3 separate regions of the Drosophila melanogaster genome follow, and regions 1 and 2 are each linked to region 3. The links are chromatin contacts, called in public Hi-C maps. All regions are on one chromosome and are shown on one strand. The core of a region is the stretch at or near the end of the contact, and the rest is flanking DNA. Distances in the headings are between cores, read along the strand shown. Region 1 holds the start of Hn (Henna). Region 2 holds the start of Pdp1 (PAR-domain protein 1). Region 3 holds the start of Rac2 (Rac2,).

Region 1 (3,466 bases), core at 803-3,302, 330 kb after region 3:
GAAAGACGCGCCTGTCAGTCAGGAAGCACCAAGAAAGGATATATGCCCTTTGTTTAAGGGACCAGCCAACGGAAAGGCTTCTTGCGATAAGTATCTCCAAAATGGCTTCAACTACACTCGTTGCAATATTACCTGCAACGCGGGTTATATCATGCAGGGCTCACAATTTGCGGTTTGTGGACACACCGGACTTTGGTCTAGTCCAGAAGCCAAGTGCGTGGGTAAGTACACATCAATGTACAATGTACAAACAATTTAAGTTAGTGCTATAGGATTTTATAAGACACATTATGTATTTGCTATTGCATCCTATTTCTAGAATCCCTCGCATTGAGTTGTCCAGTTTTGACACCCCCTCGCAATGGACGTTTCTATCCTGCAAGCTGCAATAATGAACCATCCAAATCACTCGCGATTTGTGAACTGTTATGTGATCGAGGCTATTTGCCCAGAATGGACACACAGCTCATTTGTGCGGCACCATGGGGCTGGATCCAAAGAAGATGGCAGGACAATGTGCCACAATATGTGTTTCAGCAATCAGTAAGACTGAGTAACCTAACTATAACACATATTTACATTTTACCTTTACGCATTTAATTTTTTAGGTGAAACAGGACGAGGGCTGCGTGAAGATCGCTCCGCCTTAACCGGATTCCACAAAGCCGTTAATTTATTTTAACATATAAAACGACAAAAAAAATAAAAATAAATTTAACCTACACTCCTGCACTGAAGCGTGCATTGATTTTGTATTGACTATCAGTCTTGGTGTGTAAAAATCAATGAAGATGTAAAACTTTTGACATGTAGAACAGATGTTTAATATTCTCCGCTGAAGACAAATCTTGTAAGCAAACGGTACAGATAGGGCTTGCTTGTTTTTCGGATGTTTAAGCATCGTCATCATAGATCACTCCCATTTCGTCTTGATTTTGGAGTGTATTGAAAGTGGATTATCAATTCGGTCTACATAAAATATTAGCCTTAATACCCTCATTGTCTTCAAAAATGACCTGATTTCTTTGCCTACTTTTGGGCCTAAATCAATGCTTTTTAGGATTGACAAAAAACATATCTAAAAATAGAAATAAGAATATTGAAACATTTTATGTCGGAAGTAAAGACATGGTATAGATATGGTTTATTGCTTTAGCTTTTGTAAGCTCTTGTAATATTACATCAGCTTAAATTTCGGGGTTATCTGTTGACGTGCTTATACCGAGTGAACTCTGAACTTGAAACAATAATAAACCTACTCATAGATTAACAATTACAAGTGGGTACCACAATGTAAGTCACCTAGACTTAAGGAAAGCGTATTACCATTTAAAAGACAAAATCCGACAAAAAGTTCGGGTGAGTGTAACGATTGGACTAATTGATTCCAGTCAATCTGATGTGGACCGCAAGTATAAAAAAAAAACCAAGAGTAGCGCGTGCCAGGCCCACTTGGAGCTATTCACTACTGAAATAATTGCCCTGAAATGCCGTTGAACTCGTTTGGTTAGAACCTGTCATTAGAAAAACACAGCCCAGATTATTCAGTATGATTTTTTGCAAAACAAAGCAAATCTAAAACTAGCTGAAATAATGTTTTGTTAATTTGGACCCCAGCAGAGGGGCGAGTCTTAGCTGATAATATTTCCAAAATACAGTGGAACATGCGAAAAGGAAGTGCTTTGGGTTCTTCAAAAGTAAGAAAACATTGTTTACGATATTATATTTTATCTATAGAAAACTGTGCCTAAGTTCCAGGAACACAGATCTATAACATTCAAAACTGGTTTTTCGAATCAGGCGTTCCTTTTTTTCGTATTTTGAATTATGGATGCTAGACTGTATTTAAGCCTCAACATTTAGATTTGATCGGCTAGACGACGGCTTCTGTAATGAAGCTGAATACTGAAATGGGATTTTAGGCCCATCGAGACACTGGGCACTGATAACCCCGCAGCCGCAGAGCCATAGCCGCGATTGGATCGCATGTGGATGCCGTTCCAAGATCATTTACTCGCCCGATTGCCCGCGATATTATTTGTATTTTTTACTGGTTTCAGTTCGGATTGATTTTCGTTTGGGCTCAGCTATGGGGCCTATCGAAAAGTCTATTTAAGCGCGCGATTCATAGAGAAATTAAATCAGTTTTAATTCGTTTGCTGAACGGATCGTTCGCCATCGGTTTTATTGTACTTATCAGTGGAGAAACCCGAGAATCTTGTGAAAATGTACCAGCGGCAGGTCTCCTTTGATAAGGTTTGTTGCTTCGGCGAGAGTCCTCTGTGCACCCGGTATAGAAAGTGATCCGTAAAATAGCTAATAAATTAAAAACAATAACAAGTTTATTATTCTGCGTTCTCAGCATGAACTTGTCCAACCTTTGAGGAAAAAAAATTCAAATAAAATATAATTTTATTATTTTGATTGAAATGAGAATGCGGATCTATAATGTATAAAACCTGTCATGGAATTGGGTTAGTTCGCAATAGTTCTAGACAAAGGAAAACAGAGTGGTGTCTGGGACTCCTAGTGGTTTATTTTATTTTCGCTCCTAAACAAGTAGTTTATTAATGTGTTTTGTAGAGTAAAACCTGAATTAAGACGTCAGGCGCATATATTGGAAGTAGAAACAGTACAGCTTAATAAGATGTCATATAAATACATTAAGAACAAATAATTCAGCCCTGTTAGAGGACCTTGTTATGGCTCAAGATCTTGCAAAGTATACTACTTGGGAGACCTTCCCACAGATACAGCACACCAAGTTCTAGGCCGAGTCCTTGGCAATATGCGCTGATTGCCATTGCGGTCGGACCTAAACCTTCAATATGGGGGTTCAAGCCAAAACACAAACAATCTCAATGATGCAGATCTGAGGCAAGTACTACAATTACAGTTCGTTGGCTCATATAAGGCTTCGGTTAAATGATTATGCGATTTGGGCCCTGGTAGCCTCTGTAATAGGAGATTTGCTGATAGACATTGCATAGTCATAAGAGCAGAGAAATATTATCTATATTAAATAGTTTGGCTTGACTGCTCGTTTAGCCCAGGTCACTCGGAGTCAATCTGTCAAATTTCCAATGATGCAATGGCTGTTTTCCCAAACAGCAAAAATATAAACCGTAAATATTTTTTAAATTACCAATGAATTTATTACAGCCAACGCGCGTAGAGGATTCGGCTTACATAGTCGAGGGTGTAGATATTAAGGAGGCCAGGAACACCTGTCTTCTGTTTTCGCCCAAGGATTCGTCGTTGTCCAGCGGAGCTTTGGCCAACATTTTGGCCATCTTCAAGAAGCATGACATAAACCTGGTGCATATTGAGTCGCGTTCCTCGCTGCGTGTTCCCGGTTATGAGTTTTTCGTGGAGGCCGATGGAAAATCGGGAGCCTTGGGAAAAGCCATCGAGGATGTGAAGGAGCAGTGTAGCTACTTTAACATCATTTCGCGTGACTACAAGG
Region 2 (3,521 bases), core at 137-2,636, 430 kb after region 3:
TAAAACTAGCCCCTGCCTACATCCACACCATAATCATCGTAATCACCATCCGCACAGCCACAACTCACTTTTTATGCGGCCCAACTATATCATGAGGGTAAATATTTATAGTCGCCTGGTAACCTCGTCTTTCCTTTCCTCCTGATAACGAAGCCGGCGACAACGATGACAGTGCAATTGATTGTGATTATGGAATGGCGACAACTGTCGACGACGACGTCGTCGTTTCTATTTCACCAATTCTGGACAGCAGTCCATCATGGCAACCCAAAACTGAGTACTGGATAGGGGGAAATGAGCTCAATCCAAGAATCCACGCTATTTTATCGAGCACCCCAACATTTGATTAGTCTGATATCAAAGGCCTCAAGTGCCGACGCAAGATCCAACGGGGTCAGTTTTGGGGCCTATGCATATCGATCGCAGGTGATCGGGTTGGTAAATACTAGTTTATCTCGGGGAAGTCGTTCGGTGGAGTGGCTAAGTGGTCGGAGGGGTGGGAACCTGATTGGGCTTGGGGGTTTCCTGGGCGGGGTCCACAATATATCAATTAGGCGGCATCTGGATTGTACTAATTAATGACGGCATGCTGTGTAAATTCCGAATTATTCATTGCTATTGAGTACGGCTGCACTGGGTATTTATAAATATATAAATTTTAAGACTAAAGCAAAAAAATTAAAAGTTTGTTTCAGCTTCTCTATCTTCAGATCCCCCAATTTAGTGTGTGAAAGTATGCTACAAAAATCCTTCGAAATCCTTTAGCCACTCCTAATTCAGGTACCTCTTAGTCTCGATCCACTGTACCTCGTGACGTTTCTATTGAAGGCCGAACACAATATACAAGCACTCTAATTTTGCGTGTGCGTACATAAGCTACTATTTGCTTAAGGCTCCGCCGCTAGGTAAATAAAAAATCACCATAGAAATGGAAATAGCAAAAAAAAATAGAAAATCAAAGAAACCAATTTGTAGCAATCTGAAGACAAAATCAAATAATTTGTCACATGGCGGGCTTAACCACGGCAAAATAGAAAACAAAAAAATAAATAAAACCGTGCAAAAGCTTACTATCACACGCCCCCACAATGCTCTCTTGAGCTCTTTCTCTTTTTCGCGCACAAAGTGTGAGTGAGAGGCAGAGCAAACAAAACCGATTCGCACTCTCGCCAATGCACGTGTTACCTTTGTTGGGGCTTTCGATGATTCGGTGAGAGGGGCAAGGGGGCAATGGACAGGTGCCTACGCTACCACTTACCTCGCACGGATAAGTCCATGATATTCTCCTTGGGCTCGCTCATTGCACACTCTGTGTCCTCCTATCGATTGCAAGTGTTTGAAAACCGATTACCGATACACACGGTCGCAGCAACAACGCGTAACTGAAACTATTTTCCAAAAGATTAAATCATTTCGATGGCGGCGCGGGGGAGCATTGGGACATAAATTGGAAATCAAAATAAGAGCAACTTCAAGTACTCATTCTCACTCTGCTCTCTCGCTCTCTCTTTTTGGTGCAGCCGGCAGAATGTAATCACGTGGTCTTTATCTTCACTGGAGCCATTCAGGGGGCCAGAGCGTGAGGGGGCTAGTTGCGGAGAAGCAGCGAGAGAGCCAAGCGGCATATGTCCATCTCGCTCGCTCGCATGGCCCTCTTATATAAGCCTTATGTAACGGAGAGTCGCAGGGGCATGCGCACATGGCAACAGTGGATCGTGGGGCCATAAAAATAGAAATCTATACTAAGTACCCACTACGAACGACTCTGACTAATCGCCGTATTTCTATTTTAGTAGCTAGGGGTCAGGTTGCAGAAGGATTCCATCAAATATTTTACGTCTATAAATAAATAAATATCATAAATCATTTAAATTATAAAATTATTTAAATATATTGATATGAATAAAAACACATTAAATGTGGTTCATAAAATATTTAATATTTTTACATTTAAAAATAGTTTTAGATGACTTCCAATTTTAGTTTAAATACTTAAATTCCTACTAGTAAAATGATATGACCTTAAGTTTTGGGTCATGCTTTTCGAAATCAGTAAGCTATGGAGTTCTTTGTCAAAAGGGGGTTATGTACAAATGTTCATCAAAGGGAATTAAAGCACTTCTGTTATGATAAAAGCTTGAAAATCCTTCCCCTAAGCTAGATAAACAGGGGCAAACATCAGCGCAGCGCAATCAAATTGATTGGCAAGCTGTCTCCCCAATATAGATACCACATAAGGTATGGGAATTAGGCCGGGGATTAGTCAGCGGAGGAACGAATGCTAATGCCTCCTTAGAAGGGGGAATGGTAAAACAATTTCCATTTCTCAACCGATATTATTAGTTTCGTTGAACAAAATTTGCACTGGAAAAAAACCCTTTTCTTACTCATGATAAAATATAAAAACTAATTAATTTTAAGACATTTGGAATAATATTTATAATGAATACTAAGATGCAATCTATTTAACTAAAAGAAGAACAAAAATAAACTTTATCTTTTTAATATACTTTTTCATATTTTCTTGTAAAATACAATCTACATTTTTCAAATTTCTTGGCGCGCCAAATCATTAACATTTCTACATTTGAAAACATGTTAACGAATTTAATGTATTTATAGACTTTTATTATTATAGACTCTTGTGCAGTTAACTAAGCTATTGACTAAATGCTATAAGCTAAAAAAAAAGTCTCTATAAAATCACTTAAATGTATACGTTCAAGACGTTTCTTTCATTTAATTTGTTAAATTTAGGTTTCACGATCTGATCTTATGACATAAAAACGATTGTTTAACAAAATGCTTAGCATACTTTTAAGCATATTTTTTTTACTGTTGTTGCACTGTTATTAAGAGAATAGCTAGCTGTTAAGACATTCTTTGCAGACTCTGTTTTATTCGGTTGCCTTGGTAACTTCTTCATTCATTTATTTCAGAGAGAACGAGCTTACTGTTAATAACATTAACATTAACATTGGAGATCGAAATAATAACCCAAGCAGGGTGACCCAAGCACAAACTGTCTGCGAATTTGGCGGTAACATACAGTTGGTCTTCCAGTTAGGTTTCCACCTCGGCCGGGAAAAGTCGCGTGAATTACGAGAAGCAGCAAACTGTTGTAAAGTTGAAAAACAAGCTATTTATTAGTAGAACATTATTCTTGAACATTTAATAACAACAGTTCGCACTAAAATTCAAACCCAACAACATTTCAACGAATCAATATTTCCCAATTTTTCTGGATTTTAGTACAGTAAAACTCATCAATTCGGGCGCAAACGAAAACTAGCTGCGGCTTTATGAATTTTGTTTGTGTTATGCGCGCGCGAATAAATCCCAGAAATTGATTTCCATTGAATTTCTATTAAATTGTATTGAAAAAAATCCTTCGAGTGTCAAAAACTAATTGATTTGTGCGTGAGTGTGTGAAAGTGAACTTATGGGTGCGTGAAAAAATGCAATAATCCAAAGGGAAATACCGCTAAAGAGGAAAACATCAACAATGCCAATTTAAAAGA
Region 3 (3,556 bases), core at 536-3,035:
CTCAGAACAGAAAAATTTAAACATGTTATCTAGAGCAATATAGAAATTAATTTGAGCAATATTACATCAAATATCTCAAGTTTTAGAAGTTCTTCCACATTTATTTTACTGTGTACGCACAATATCATACTTATATGCTTATGTGTATATCTTTCTATCCGTGATCTGCCCCCCAGAGACCCCTGGCCCCGCCCCCACCCTGTGTAGCCCCCTTGCTGATAGCTGTGTTGTTGTTTTTGTGGCTGCTGCTCCCCCACATAAAGCTGACAATAAAAACAAAACTACGCTCACTCATTCACACACTCATGCCGTCACACTCGCAACCCAGAGACGCGCTCACACTTGCACTCACATCACACACACACACAATACACACACTCACACACTATCTGCTGTAACTAAAGACCCAACAAAGCGAATATGAATATTTTGCACAGAATTTTGCGCTTTGTTCTCTTCTCTTCTCGTTTTTTTTTTTGTTTTTGTTGAAGTTCTTCGCGTTTTTGTTTTGGGTGGGTTCAAAGTTCTTAGAGCAGGGCGCACTTGTGCCGCTTGGGTCCTCGAACGACAGGACATAGCACGGATCGTATGGCCTCGTCGAAGACCGTCTTCAGACCCTTTTGGGTCAGGGCCGAGCACTCCAGATACTTGACCGCAGCTATTTCCTTGGCCATCGCCAGTCCTTGGGGATAGGTGATCGGTGTTAGCTTCTTGTCCTTCAGCTTCTCGATCGTCTGCTTATCGTCGCGCAGATCCAGTTTGGTGCCGACCAGGATTATCGGCACACTCGGGCAATGATGACGCACCTCGGGAAACCATTTGGCTCGCACATTCTCAAACGATGCCGGATTCACCAGTGAGAAACAGATGAGAAAGACATCCGTTTGCGGATAGGATAGCGGCCTCAGGCGATCGTAGTCCTCCTGTCCAGCCGTATCCCAGAGGCCCAGATTGATGGGCTTGGCATCCACCATCACATTCGCCGAATAGTTGTCGAACACCGTGGGTATGTACTCGCCGGGGAAGGCGTTGGTCGTATAGCTGATCAGCAGACAGGTCTTTCCCACCGCTCCGTCGCCCACAACCACACACTTGATGGCCTGCATGATGAAGGCTACTGTACTGGTGGTACTACTGGGCAATCGATGGGTTCAGCAGCTCGATGGGTTGCTTGTGCGCTGGGGGCAGAGGGTTTTTCAGTGGATCAGCTGGTTTCGTGCTCGATTTCCAGTGGCTCAACTGGTTTTCTTTGTGGCAGCTTAACTTATAATTACTTTGGGGTAATTCATTCAATTCAGTAGGTCAGACAGTTTTTGAATGCTTCGATATTTGTACTTTTGAACTATTTTGTACTTTTCTTTTTTCTGTTCAACAGACAAATTTTAGTCACACAATTTAGTTTTGCCTTGTATCGCAGCTCAGCTAGTTTTTCTAATTGTATAGCTTTTGCTTTTCGCGTTGGCGTTTTGCTTTTATTGTTTTTTTTTTTTGGCGATTATACAATAATTTGCTCACGCACTAATACAAATTCTGCCCACACACACACACACATTCAAGCAATCGCGTACAGAGAGAGATGCGAATTTGAAGTGGAGTTTGATTTATCGCGAAAGTTGTCAAATCAATATTCTTAATTGAAAGCAGAACCGTGACGGCGTTCTTTCTGTTCGGTCGGTATATTATTTATGAATTAATTGGGCCCGCATATGTGGGGATTTGCTGATTTTCTGTGGCAGAAACGGAAAAAACACGCCCAAACGCTGTGAAATCTTCGCGGCGATTGAAGAAAATTTCTGCCTCCGCTGGCAGTTGTTGTACTTGTTTTTTCACTGTAGTTTTCGCTCTTTCAACTGGCTTGTACGGCTGTCTCGCTCGTTCGCGTGCGTTAGTCGCTTAAACGAAGCGCTGCGCGCATACGCTCTCCCACACAAAGAGCGAGCGAGCGAACGTGAGCGAGAGCGGCACTGGCACAGTGCAGTCCCATAAAATTAGTCACAGTGAGTCATTCGCTCGGTGACGTTAGTCGTGGCAATCCACAGAGAGCAGAGCGAGACAGAGATAGTGAGTCTCTTTACTTGACCTTGCTTTGGTCGTTTTTGTAGAGTTTTCTATATTCGTTCGACGGTTTTCCACGAATTTCCCGACCGTTGCTGTTGTTTTGAGCCAATTTCCACGCGACTAGAGGCTATCAGAGATGTGCGGTACCCAACTCAGGTACAAATCGCCCGTAGCTTATCGCGGTACAATTACAGTGCCACACCAAAAACAAGCAAAACGTTGATATCGCGCGATATAAATATTAATTGAACAATATTTTTTTTATTGATGAATCAATTATGTGACCTAAATATGTGTCACAGTCTTTGGATGAATATACTTAAATGGAAGTATTCATATTTTAAAATTGGAAACTCAAATTTAGATTCTGGAATTACTTTTAATTCTCCTTAATTCGGGCCATATTAATTTACGACCGTTACATCCCATCTAATTCTTAAACGAATTATTAAATTTTTCATGACCAGCGATATTTGCTGCCGTTGACTGTTTTAATGGACCACAAAATTGCGTGTGTCGGCAAAAACCAAAGCCCAAGGAATAACAAACAAATAACATTGGCAAACAGTGCAAAATATCGACAGTAAAAACCGAAAAGCAAAAACAGAACCCAAACCGAATCCACCGAATCCGCCGCATCCGCATTCAGCCAAAAGTGATAGCCGAAATATTTCGTGTTTGTGTTTTGGCTTCCGCCCCACCAACCAGAAGCCCAAAACATCCCCCCCCCCCGTCCTCCACATGCCACGCCCATTTTCGCATTGATTTTAAAATGGAAATGTTTAAAGTGCCGTCGGCGAATATTTTCGCATTTAAGTTAATTTCTCGCACTGCTGATGGTGCTGCTGTAATTGGATAATTAAATAGGCGCCACAAAATTTGTTCTCCAGCAATCCGAACAACAAGCACGAATATATGAATTTCAATAATATGCATTTTCAAAAAGTTTTTAATGGAATTTACTGTAAAAAATCCGCAACAATTAAATCGCCAATGAAGTCCGTTCAAGTGGAATAAATGTTTCTGTTTCCGTTTGTGCGTGGATGAATCATTCGATTTCGTATTCGATTTCAAGTGGGCGGGTGGGCGTCGCAAGGTTATCAGCGGGTCAGGGCGTGAAACAAAAACAACACTTTTTCGAATTAATTTTCAAATTACAGCGTAATTTAATAGATTAACCAATCGAAAGCTTTTGGCTAAAACAATGGTGTTAAATTAAGTTGAAAAGCGATAAGCGCAACAAATAATGCAGTTATCAAATTACCTTTCAGCAAAGTTATTTACTTAAACCATAACATTTTGAAACCCAAATGAGCCTTTAAGCTCCCAGAAAAAAAAAACATTTGATTGCAGTGTACCTATATTTTCCATTGCTAGCATATCCGGTGGTCAAAAGGGTTCATCAAGGTTTTTAAAGAGGCGGGTTTTCCCAGTGAAATTGGGATGTATACCTGGTACACCTGGTACTTCCAATCCCTGGACTTCGCTTCCGGCTCGT

The links. A called contact is a pair of places that touch in the nucleus more often than the background predicts.
Region 1: a contact with region 3 is called in a Hi-C map of the Kc167 cell line, with 2.8 times the contacts expected there. A contact is called at or near these places in 3 of 107 Hi-C or Micro-C datasets (the Kc167 cell line and the S2 cell line) and 1 of 7 datasets of targeted methods (the Kc167 cell line).
Region 2: a contact with region 3 is called in a Hi-C map of the Kc167 cell line, with 2.8 times the contacts expected there. A contact is called at or near these places in 4 of 107 Hi-C or Micro-C datasets (the Kc167 cell line, eye imaginal disc and wing imaginal disc).

Annotation. Positions count from the first base shown.
Region 1 is chr3L:7,758,401-7,761,866 of dm6, forward strand. It overlaps Hn (Henna), which reads left to right and starts at 2,053. Exons shown (of 5, transcript NM_079239.4): 1 at 2,053-2,256; 2 at 3,163-3,466. The coding sequence starts at 2,227. It overlaps CG32373, which reads left to right. Exons shown (of 9, transcript NM_206297.3): 7 at 1-221; 8 at 320-543; 9 at 609-723. The coding sequence ends at 650.
Region 2 is chr3L:7,865,983-7,869,503 of dm6, forward strand. Pdp1 (PAR-domain protein 1) reads right to left here and starts at 1,387. Exons shown (of 5, transcript NM_168233.3): 1 at 1,259-1,387. The coding sequence starts at 1,301. CG32365 reads left to right here and starts at 3,060. Exons shown (of 5, transcript NM_168240.2): 1 at 3,060-3,121.
Region 3 is chr3L:7,433,405-7,436,960 of dm6, forward strand. It overlaps Rac2 (Rac2,), which reads right to left and starts at 1,786. Exons shown (of 1, transcript NM_001274588.2): 1 at 1-1,786. The coding sequence starts at 1,106. The coding sequence ends at 528. All of the region lies in intron 1 of CG42458, which reads left to right. CG14835 reads right to left here. Exons shown (of 1, transcript NM_139865.2): 1 at 3,404-3,556. The coding sequence ends at 3,470.